Linked DNA regions of Mus musculus: region 2 is linked to region 1. The links are chromatin contacts, called in public Hi-C maps. All regions are on one chromosome and are shown on one strand. Each heading gives the region's core, a stretch centred on a gene start, on an enhancer-like site or on the middle of the called end of the contact. The rest is flanking DNA. Distances are from core to core; before and after follow the strand shown. Region 1 overlaps Sik2 (salt inducible kinase 2). Region 2 holds the start of Colca2 (COLCA2 homolog).

Region 1 (5,054 bases), core at 2,000-4,499:
TTAGCAAGGCTGTCTACTCTGGTATATAAAGATCCAAAAAAATGACATGACTGACATAGGTCCCATTCAGAATGAATCACTTAACAGGCACTGGGCCTTCCCGTCAAGAATGAAGTCTGCTTTTCTCATTGTTCTCCATGAGCGTCCCAGTCCTGGAAGAATTTCATAAGTGGAAAACAAGTAGGCAAGAGCTAGATGCCCAGACCTGCTGACCTAACGCCACTCGTCCAGGGTTCTAGTGGGCAAGTGTCCATGCTTTCACCTGGGATTCTGGAGGCCACGTCTAGATACACTACCAAGACAGGCAGCCAAAGGGTGATGCTATCACCTCATCTGCATCCTAGGTAACAGCATATGCTTAAGCTCTTATTGCTCTTCTGACCTTCCAGAAGCCCAATCTTCTGCCAAAGGCCCAGAGTCCTTGTCCAGTGTATTGTAAAGAGCCACCTCGGAGCCTGGAACAGCAGCTACAGGAGCATAGGTAAGGAAGCCTTTGGCCAGTAAAGTCAGTTGTTTTCATGGCAGCCTGAAGAATGCTTCTTCTAGGACCATGCACTGGTTACATGGTCATTGTCTGTTCAGGCCTGGTGTTAATGAGACTGTTGAGAAGCCTGGAGTATAAGCTGGCCAGGTGGCAGCAGCCCCTAATGCGCTCTGCCATTTCCTTGTATTTCTCTGGGCTACGCTCAGCCCTAAGCTTTCAGAAGCAGTGGCCTAAAGCAGTGATTGGGCGTTCCCCGTGGTGCTGTTTATGTCAGCTGCTCGGCCAACGGGAAACCACCCTAATCATCACCCTGCCAAGATGGTCTCTGTTTCTGAGCAGTCTTCGTAGTAATTAGAGAAAATGTATAGGCGCTCACTTAGATCAGAGGGGTCAGTCAGATAGGAGCAAAACCCACAGTGGTGAATTCTTCCTCTGACTTTCCCCTTGCATGGAAGAGAGAGAAATAGTGGGTGGGGGTGTCAGGTGTGATGGTGCATGCCTGGGATCCCTTAGTCTCCTGTGACTAAGACAGGGGGATACAAATTTAAGGCCAGCCTGAACTATATGTAAGATTCTCAAAACTTAAAAAAAAAAAAAAATAGGAAACTGGAGTTCATGCCTGGTATTGCATTTATATTACACTCACTTGAGATATAATCTTTTGGTGTTGCCAATTTAGGCTCCAACAGAAGCGACTCTTCCTCCAGAAGCAGTCTCAGCTGCAAGCATATTTTAATCAGATGCAGATAGCAGAGAGCTCCTACCCTGGACCAAGTCAGCAGCTGGCTCTTCCCCACCAGGAGACTCCACTGACATCCCAGCAGCCCCCATCATTCAGCCTGACCCAGGCCCTGAGTCCTGTCCTCGAGCCCTCTTCTGAGCAGATGCAATTTAGCTCTTTCCTCAGCCAATACCCAGAGATGCAGTTGCAGCCACTGCCCTCTACTCCCGGCCCCCAGGCTCCACCTCCCTTACCCTCACAATTGCAGCAACATCAGCAGCCACCACCCCCACCACCACCCCCTCCACCACAGCAGCCAGGAGCTGCTCCAACCTCCTTACAGTTCTCCTATCAGACTTGTGAGCTGCCAAGCACCACTTCTTCTGTACCAAACTATCCTGCTTCCTGTCACTATCCTGTGGATGGAGCCCAGCAGAGCAACCTCACAGGGGCGGACTGTCCCAGGAGCTCAGGACTTCAGGACACCGCATCTAGCTATGACCCACTGGCCCTCTCTGAGCTCCCTGGACTCTTTGATTGTGAAATGGTAGAAGCTGTGGATCCACAACACAATGGGTATGTCCTGGTGAATTAATCTCAATCAGGAAGTGAGGTGGCTCTAGTGAAGGCAGACTGTGGATTTGTATTTTTATTCCATCCATTTAAATTTAAAGCTTACTTTTCCCCTTTTCCCTAATGGGGAAAAATCGGGTTTCCCAACTGGAATCAGGGTTTGACTAGGGTAGATGTTCCTCCTGGCTCTGTCCTACCACAGAATTTTCTGTGCCAAGGGCTAGAATGTAGTTGGAAGCGGGAGTGTATGCCCTAAGGTAACATGGAGCAAGCTCTCAAAGGAGGAACCAACAAATGTTTGTATAAAGTGACAGCATAGACCTAGGTTTTACACCAAAGATTCATTTACCTTGGTGAAAGCAAGGCAAATTGTGTGTTGTATATATCACATAGTGGGAGGGAAAGGGGATACATTTCCCTAAAGCCAGGCTAGGCAACAGCAAAGTACTTCAAGGCATATCAAGATGTTGATGCAGGGTGTCCTCAAGACCATCACAAAGCAGCAGAGCCTAAGTTGTGTTTCCAGGACACTTGAGTAGCAGCTGGTACTGATCCCAGAACCCTGTCTGGGAGCACGCAATAACACCTTCTCAACAGTGCCCCTGGATGGCCGAGTGTTAGGATGCGCAGGGTTCCAGAGCCCTCACCTGTAACAACAGGAGCCTCATCCCAGTGGAGGCTGAGGCAGAAACCAGGGAGCCTCAGGAACTTGGGCCCTGTGCTGGGAAGCCAGGCTCTTCCTGCACAGCCTCCAGGAAGCCCCTGGAGTGTGCTGTGCTGGAGTGATTCCTTTGGTGACTCCTGCTCCCCACCGTGCTGTCCTGAGCTTATGGAGCTTTGCACGTTGGGCAGGCAGTTTCATACAGGGCTTAGACATTTTAAAGACGCACAACAAAGGAACTTTCACATGCCCTGTGTAGTGTGTGCCTTCCCCAGCTCATCACACTCCTTTCTCTAGGAACCAAGCTTTCCAGTTATGTCCTGCTAAACCCAAAGGTTCTTGAATCTGTTTCCACCATGTGGGATCTGAATTCTCCATTCCTTAAACTTTTGATTTGTATGAAATGTTCATGTATTATAGCAATATCAAAGAATCTCAGATGTGTTAGCCATTTATGAGAAAAGCTTAACCCTTTAATTGAAAAATAGATGCTGTACCTAGTCAACAGATATCTAAAAGTAACTAGTAATCTGTTGTTTGCACAGTGACATCCAGGTGTTACAGGCTCAGTATTGTTTATAAAATTATAATTTCTATTCTTTAGAGTGGCTTGTCCAATCAGCAGATGAATGCACTAAGCACAAAGCGTCTTCCTTAAAGCACAAGAAGAGAGCTACTCCACAGATGCTGCCTCTAGAAACACCTATAAGTTGCCTTTCCTCTCTGTAGTAAGTGTCCAGGCAGGCAAGGGAAGACTAGGCATGGGAAGTCTCCGGAGAGCCATCCTGGCCCGCAGCCCAGCCCAGCTCAGCCCCTGCCAGTGTTGGTGACTCAAGCAGTCCTTGAGGCTGGCCAGAGACTGTAGTTGTTGGGCTCCCCACTGGTGCCAGGCTGCTTTGGAAATGCGCTCTGCTTGGAATTGGGCTGTGGGTTACAGCAGGAGTAGATAGCAGGAGGGACTGTCATTTTGTGATTTAATAACTAAAAATCCAGTAAGGATAATTTGTGTTTCTTTTATTCATTCTATTCCTCCTCGTACTTAAGATTGATAATTTCATTGGAGAGATCATTTCATTAAGATCTCTGATATGTTTAAAGCTTTGCAAAATAAGCCAAGTTATAAAGTGGGGCTTGATTTCTTTAGACTGAAGGAGAATGTTGTCCCAGCATTTACTGCACAAGTGCTGTAATATTGACAAAATGAAAATGCCTTCCAGATTGAAAATGGGGGCTGCTCATTTCAGGACTGCAGGATCAGACCACAGCAGATTGGCATAAACCCCTGTCCCCCAACAGGGTTGTGAGCTGCTTAGCCCGGGAGACCTAGCAGCTATGGCAGGACAGTTAGGCAACAGATGAGGGGCTGCGGAGAGGCTGTCAGAAGTTTAAAGGCTGCAGAGAGAAGCTGGGAACGCTCATCAGCGGCCAAGCCTGTTAGGCACTGACACAGAGAGGAGGTGAGGACAGTCGCCTTGTGAAGACCGAGAACCATCCTGCCGGAACCTGTCGTAAGCTCCCATTTCCTCCTTCCTTCCTTTCAAGTAGACATCCCTAGTTCCACGGCTACCTTTATGTCCTGAGGTGGAAGCTGGTGAGAGCAATGGGCCCTCCACTCATCTGATTGCTTCTGTGTCTGCCCCCACCTAGTGACTCATGGAAGCTTCCAAGCCTTTTCTCCTCACAAGTACTAAAGTAACACTAAGAAGGCTTAGGCTCTCTCGTGGAGAGGCAGCTTTGTAATACTGACGTGTCTGCCTGTCGGTTCACATCAGCAGTGTGTACACTACTGTATAGTAACCCTTAGCTTTGTTACTGTAAACTAGCCTCTCCAAAGAGACTGGTGATCCAAACATGAGGTAAAATTTCCATTCGGCAAAAAGTGCAATATGTGTGGTACTCTTTTATTTTTTTGTTTATGGTCTTGTTATCCAGGGGTATTACTCTCTGCTTTGGGGGAAATGCATTGCTTCTGCAATTTCCAGTTGGGCAAGTGTGTCTCTAGTATTTATATGCAACTGACATGCTGGTCCCTGTAAGGCAAATAGAGGATGTTAATGCAACAGAAGACAACCGATACGGGTCCCACTCCTCTATTCCAGGGAGCTGCGTGACCAGCACCAGCCCTCAACTTGCCCCAGCATGGCTGCCTGAACTGCCACCTTGGGAACAAAGGTCGGGGGTGGGGGCAGTTCTTTATGTCCATAGCCCTCTAAATCTACCCAGTGGGATAGTGAGGACCCAGGAGAAGCCTTTGGGAGTGACGTGAGGTATGAGAGCTGGTCTGAACAAAGCCCTTCCTGGTGCTTTGCATCCTAGGAAAGCGGAAGCCAAGGCCTCTCTATCTTAGAGATGTGTTCCTGGTGTCAGGGAGGGAGGACTTCAGCCTCTCCCTCTCATGTGCCCTCCCTAACTTTTATAACTGAGTTCCTGCCCCCCCCCCCCCCCCCCGTACAGTGCACCCTGTGGAGTAGCACCCTCTGCCCTCCCGAGAGCTCTGTTAAATAGAGTACTCAGCAAGCATTCATCACAGACCTCTCTACCTATACCCCAGGAGCCATTATACCTAAGGGACTGGGGAAAGGCTGTTCTCAGCTGGGGATGAACCAGAAACTGAA
Region 2 (5,330 bases), core at 2,628-5,127, 380 kb before region 1:
AATACAGGCCTGGCACCCAGGAGCAAGAGATGAGAACTTTAAATAATCTTCTGAGCTAGGGATGTTGTTCTGCTGTAGAGTGCTTACCCAGCATGCTCTGGATTCTATCTCAACACTTGGATGGATGGATGGACGGATGGACGGACGGACGGACGGACGGACGGACGGACGGATGGATGGATGGATGGATGGATGGGCAAGCACGCGAGCGAGCAAGCAACTGAAGCAGGGTACCAACTTCTAACGGCATTTGGAATCTCAAGGTAAAAATAGCTGGTTGCGTTAGATATCATCATCGCACAGATACACAGATACATAGACACACAGACACACGTGTGCGTGCACACACACACATGCACACCACACAGAAACAGAAAGACAGAGATAGGGGGAAAGGAGAGAGAGATGCAAAGAGGATCTACTGAAAAAGCATTGTCTCCTGCCTCCTGAAGCAGGGCTTTGGCTCTGAAATGTCTGTGCTGAGGCTTTTCAGTTACAAGAACAAGAATCAAAACTCCTGAATGTTGAGCTGACCTGCAATATAGATAGCACAGGGATGATTCTCAAAGTGGGCCTGTGGAAATAGTTTTCTGAAGTTATTTGTCAGTAACATCATCAGACTCTAAACCTCAGGAACTGCACCAGCACACAAATGCCCCAGGATGTTAGCTATGGCTCAGGCAAAGACTTCTGGGAGAAAAGATGCAGATTTCTTCGCTCTTATCCCTGTAGACACCAGGCTTCTAAAGAGCCTGTCTTCCAGTCTGTGTTCTCTCTGGAGAACTCAGTCACCAGCACTACTGTTCTTGATATTGTCAAGGGAAAACTGTGACCTTAGGCCCCCTCTGCTCAATCCTGTGTGAAAGGGGAGCTGAAGAAATATATTTAGTGTAAAAGAATGAGACAGCACGAGGGGAAAGAGAGGCATGTATAGAGTCAGAGAGAAAAGAGAGACAAGAAATGAAAATAAGTGTCAACATGGAGAAAAACAGGGGACAGAAAAGGGGGGGCAGAATAAACAAAACAGCCAAAGGACAACAAGGAGATCTTAAAAGCAAGACAGAAAGGAGGACAGCAAGGGAAAACATTGACTAGAGGAAAGAAGGATGTGGTCCCAGGGAGAGGGTTTCTCTCAGATCCCCTGGTCCTTTCTCTGGTCTGGTCCTCAGGCCTGGCTTTACAAAAATAGAGTCCAGTGGCTGATAAACACCAGCTGGACCAAATACAACCACATCTCACCCTACTTCTCCACCGCCAGATGCTACTTCAAGTGTCCCCAGCCCTGACCCTTTTCCAGATATGTGGCTCCACCTGCCTAGCAGACAGGTCTACCCTGAATGCTTGTATCACCCCCAGAGACCCTTTAGCTGAGCTGTTTGTTAGATACTCTATATCTAATATACTATGTCTGATATATTTTTAAGTTTTCAGACTTTTTTCTAAAGATTTTTTAATCTAAAGCTTGGGTTTTTGTTTTGGTTTGGTTTTGGTGTTTTTTTTTTTTTTTTTGGCTTTTGTTTGGTAGGTTTATTTTTTGTTTTGTTTGCACTTCAGACAACTCGGGGATTAAAAGAGAGAGGCCTATACCATCACTTTATCTGCATTCCTGGAAACCTCCTAGTTATTTGCAAAGGGGACCCTTCTGTCCCCCTGTGACATCTTGACCTGACATTCCATATCACTCCAGTCTCTTCATCCTTCAAATCACAGGACAGAGAGCAACTCAGGCAGAGCTTCCAAAATACACATCAGCATGGGTCGGAGTTACTCATATTCATGAGGGATCCAAGAAGACAGGTTGGTTCCAAATTCCTCCTACCTCTCTCCTCAGAGCCTTCAAAAGAAAGAAAGAAAGAAAAAACCATGCCCTTCCTCTAAAGGAAGCAGGAGTTCTATGAGGTAAAAAGTCTGGGGTTCGAGGAATTAAAAACAAGCCAAAACATAGGAATAGGGATTGCCACAATGCAGCAGTGGAAACCTGGCCTAAAGGAATCTCAGGTGGGTCAAGGAAGCTGTGCTGGTCTACAGCTCCAAAGAGCAAAGAGCGCTGATGTTTAAGGACTGCTTGCTGGAAGCCCAGTGTCTGTGACCTAGCAGGAGGGAGGATGCAGACTGGACAGGCAAGCCTTGTGGCCAGGCAGGGCCAGAGGGATACAAAGCACAAAGTTTTGGCCTCTGCCGTCCTCTGACCTGCAGCCTGGGCCCAAAGTGGCTCTTTGCTGTGCCACACCCTCTGTCTGCCATGTTCATTCCCCAAAACCTGCCATTTCCCCTTAAAATGGAGAGTGGACAAGAGAGATTCAATGTGGCTGTCCAACCTGGTTCAGGTGGTCCACAGGGAACAGCCTAGGTCAGTGGGGACTTCAGGGCAGCCTTTGAGGCACTAACATAGAGCATCTTTGAGGACACCTGCTCTGCCTGTGGGCAGGTGGACAAAATGTTTAAAATAGGAGAAAAGCAAGGGTCAGGACCCAAAGGGATCTCCCTCTCTGTTTCTCTGGACTCTCTGTGAGGTGCCTGTGTGCAGGATTTCTGCAGAAGATAGTCCATTTTGTTAAGCCTTTGAATATTCAAATTGAAAGTATCGCGCAATCATTGATTGTCAAATCATGGGTTTCTAGAGGTTTTAAATACTTGGCATGAGGGGGAAAAAACTCAAACCTATACCCGAAGGTATAAAACATTAATTCTGTGTGTCTCCTGATCCAGGGACCTGGGTGCTGCCTCGTGTTTTGTGAAACTTTAAAAATGTCGCATCTCTGCCTTTCTCCCTGCACAGGAGCCTTCCTAGGTGCTGAGTCTCTGAAGCTGCAGCATCCAGTCTCCAGCCCAGCTCCTGCTGACCAGGATGTCGGGTAACTCAGATGCTTTTCCAGGGGTCGGGTCATGAGGGCCAGGGGCACTTGGATCCGAGTGTATTTCCTCTGCTTTTCCTGCGTATAACAGAGAGGCACAAAGTCAGGGAATAATAGTCAGGGCCGGGCATGGATCCAGAGAGGACGCGATCCCGCTGTGTCGGGTCCCTCTGGGTGACTGCCCCCCAGAGCAGAGGCCCAGAGACCCATAAGGCCACTCCGGACAATCGAGTCCCCCACGCCCCTGCCTGCCCTTTCACTTTTCCACCTTGGAGTCCTGGGAATTTGGAGGCGCCGACCTTGTGAGCCCAGAAGCGGCGGCGCGGGGGAGCTAGAGGCTCACGGTGAGCCCTGGACTGGAGCAGGACGCACCCGGCAGGGAACTGGGCTGGGGCTGGTCCCGCGTGGACCCCGAGGCGCGCCCGCGCTGCCTGCAGATCCCAGAGCCGACCCAGACAGTGGGGATGGGAGGAAAGGAGACTGGAGCGGAGTGGGCGCGTCCTGGCACTGCAGCAAGACAAACCGATGCCCAGGACCGGGAAGAACAGCGCACTAACTTTCCTTAGGGATCCTAACTTTCAGGATCTGGCTCGTGGGTGGGGGTCTCCCTGCTGTCCAGCCGCGGTCCCTACACTAACCAGGCGAGGCGCTGGTGGCCTGGCACTGTCTCCAAACGCCTAGGCCAGGGGCCACTGTGCTCCGCCCCTCCCCGTGATTCTAATAAGCGCTCTCTCCAGGGTCAAGGTCGGGTGGGAGTCACACTGGGCTTCTAAGTCAAACTCTATTCGGAAAGTGCCTCTGCCGGGTCTAGCCTGGCCTAACAACCAGTCAGACCTACTCACTGCGCTCTGCCGGGACCCCAGGCGGTCACCGGTCCCTCCCAGCCGACCCCCGCCTAGCACAGCCGGCTACTTGGGCTCTCCCAGGTCTCCCGGCCCAGCTCTGCCGGCTCAGGGGCGGCCCCTTCCGGAGGGCTGCCTCTAGGCGACTGCGCGGTCCTAGGGAGCCTCGGGATGCCATTACTCCAGAGCTGCAGCTCTTGCTGGAGAACTCTCCACAGCTCAGTTCTCCAAAAGCCTGCACCGGAAAGGGAGGGGGTGGGAAGAGATGAAGAGAGCGACAGAGTCGGAGACTAGAGGGAGGAAGGGGGTGAGGAAGAAAAGACATTTTTGAAAAAGAGAAAGGACCGACAGGAGACTATTTCCCGATCTTGGCTCCTTTTCTGGGGTCAGTGCAGTAAGTCCTTAACAGGGCCAGGACAGACTGACTGCCCCGACCCCTGTAGCTTGTCGCTTGTTTCAGGGCTTGCTTCCAGACCAAGGGCACCACAAATAAAGGTTGTACTTCCCCAGAAGCCATGCCTGGATTGATAGAGGAATACAGTGGGGCGGGGGGCATGGGGAGAGGGGCTGTTGTTCACATTATGGTGAGGTCCGCGAGATCAGTTGGAAACAGAGAGCACCCCAGATCCACAAGCTGAGCCGGAACCCCAGATTTAATATCGTAGCCAAAATAGCAGGCTTGTTTGACCTCCCTCCACATTCCAGAGCAGAACAGCTGGTACTGTCCTGAGGATGGGGCCCAGCTAGGGATGAATAATTTCATAGATGCCCACAGATACTGTTCCCACTAGGACCCTGAAGCACCTGCCTGTGCTTAACCTTTTCTAGTTTGAGAAATGTGGGTATTTTTTAACGTTATCTTTTCTTTCTTTTTCTTCTTCTTCTTTTTTTTTCTTTTCTTTTTCTTTTTTCATTCTCTTCGTGTGTTCTGCAAAGGTAGAAACTTGGCCTTGGGTATCCTAGCCTTACCAAGGGAACCCTCACTGTATCCCCTTGACACCCAAGCTTTGAAACTGACCACTAACCCTGTTGCCTCTCCCCAGAAAAACCTAAGGTGTATCAAGGCGTCCGTGTGAAGATGACCGTGAAAGAGCTTCTGCAGCAAAGAAGGGCACACCAGGCCACCTCAGGGGCAAACGTAAGCACCACCCTCTCCGTCTCTGTCCCTCCCAGTCCATCGAAGGCTTCGTTCAGCCCTGTGTCAGGGAAGATGCAGAGGCCACCCATAAGCACAGCCCTGTTCAGGGATTCTTACATCTGTCCCCAACTTCCCAGGTCACCATAGGCAGCCACCAAAACCTGTGGGACATGGTGTAGGGCTCAGGACTGTGGGAGGCTCACCTCTCACTGCTCATAGCTGAGTGGGGAAGGCTTCTTGGTCCTCTGCAAGGAAGAGAGGCAGCCAACAGGTTAAATATGTTTTTATAGTGTTAAGAGAGTATAGATACAGCCCCAACAAACTCATTGAAAAAAAATTATCTCCCAGAAACCCACCTAGTTTCTCTGTAATTTAGGCTCTGAGGTCATGTATATGAAAAACCAGCAGTCACTGGAAGTCTCTGGAAGAAAAGGCCTCTCTCTCTGGAATACACAGAACTATGACAGAACTGATCTGGGTAGTCATAAGACACTC

The links. Hi-C and Micro-C count contacts between places; a contact is called where the count stands out from the background.
Region 2: a Hi-C map of pancreatic cancer cells shows a contact between it and region 1, with 5 times the contacts expected there. The contact joins the promoter of Colca2 here to the enhancer-like site in region 1. A contact is called at or near these places in 2 of 39 promoter capture datasets (the 3T3-L1 cell line and neural stem cells), 1 of 484 Hi-C or Micro-C datasets (pancreatic cancer cells) and 1 of 115 datasets of contacts at active chromatin or transcription factors (pancreatic cancer cells).

The regions. Positions count from the first base shown.
Region 1 is chr9:50,892,071-50,897,124 of GRCm38.p6, reverse strand. Sik2 (salt inducible kinase 2) reads left to right here. Exons shown (of 16, transcript NM_178710.3): 14 at 390-481; 15 at 1,164-1,781; 16 at 3,736-4,324. The coding sequence ends at 3,766. It also overlaps a transcript of Ppp2r1b not described here. Among named protein-coding and RNA genes, the nearest start is that of Gm25558, 6.6 kb to the right of the region's middle. Within about 2 kb of position 3,249, at least 77 of the 459 cell types and tissues checked have an H3K27ac peak or open chromatin away from gene starts, as enhancers often do. A contact at or near this core is called in pancreatic cancer cells, where this site is marked.
Region 2 is chr9:51,277,101-51,282,430 of GRCm38.p6, reverse strand. Colca2 (COLCA2 homolog) reads left to right here and starts at 3,877. Exons shown (of 5, transcript NM_001195681.1): 1 at 3,877-4,091; 2 at 4,741-4,835. The coding sequence starts at 4,776. Gm32819 (a long non-coding RNA gene) reads right to left here. Exons shown (of 9, transcript XR_003948163.1): 2 at 5,192-5,330; 3 at 5,039-5,080; 4 at 88-4,893.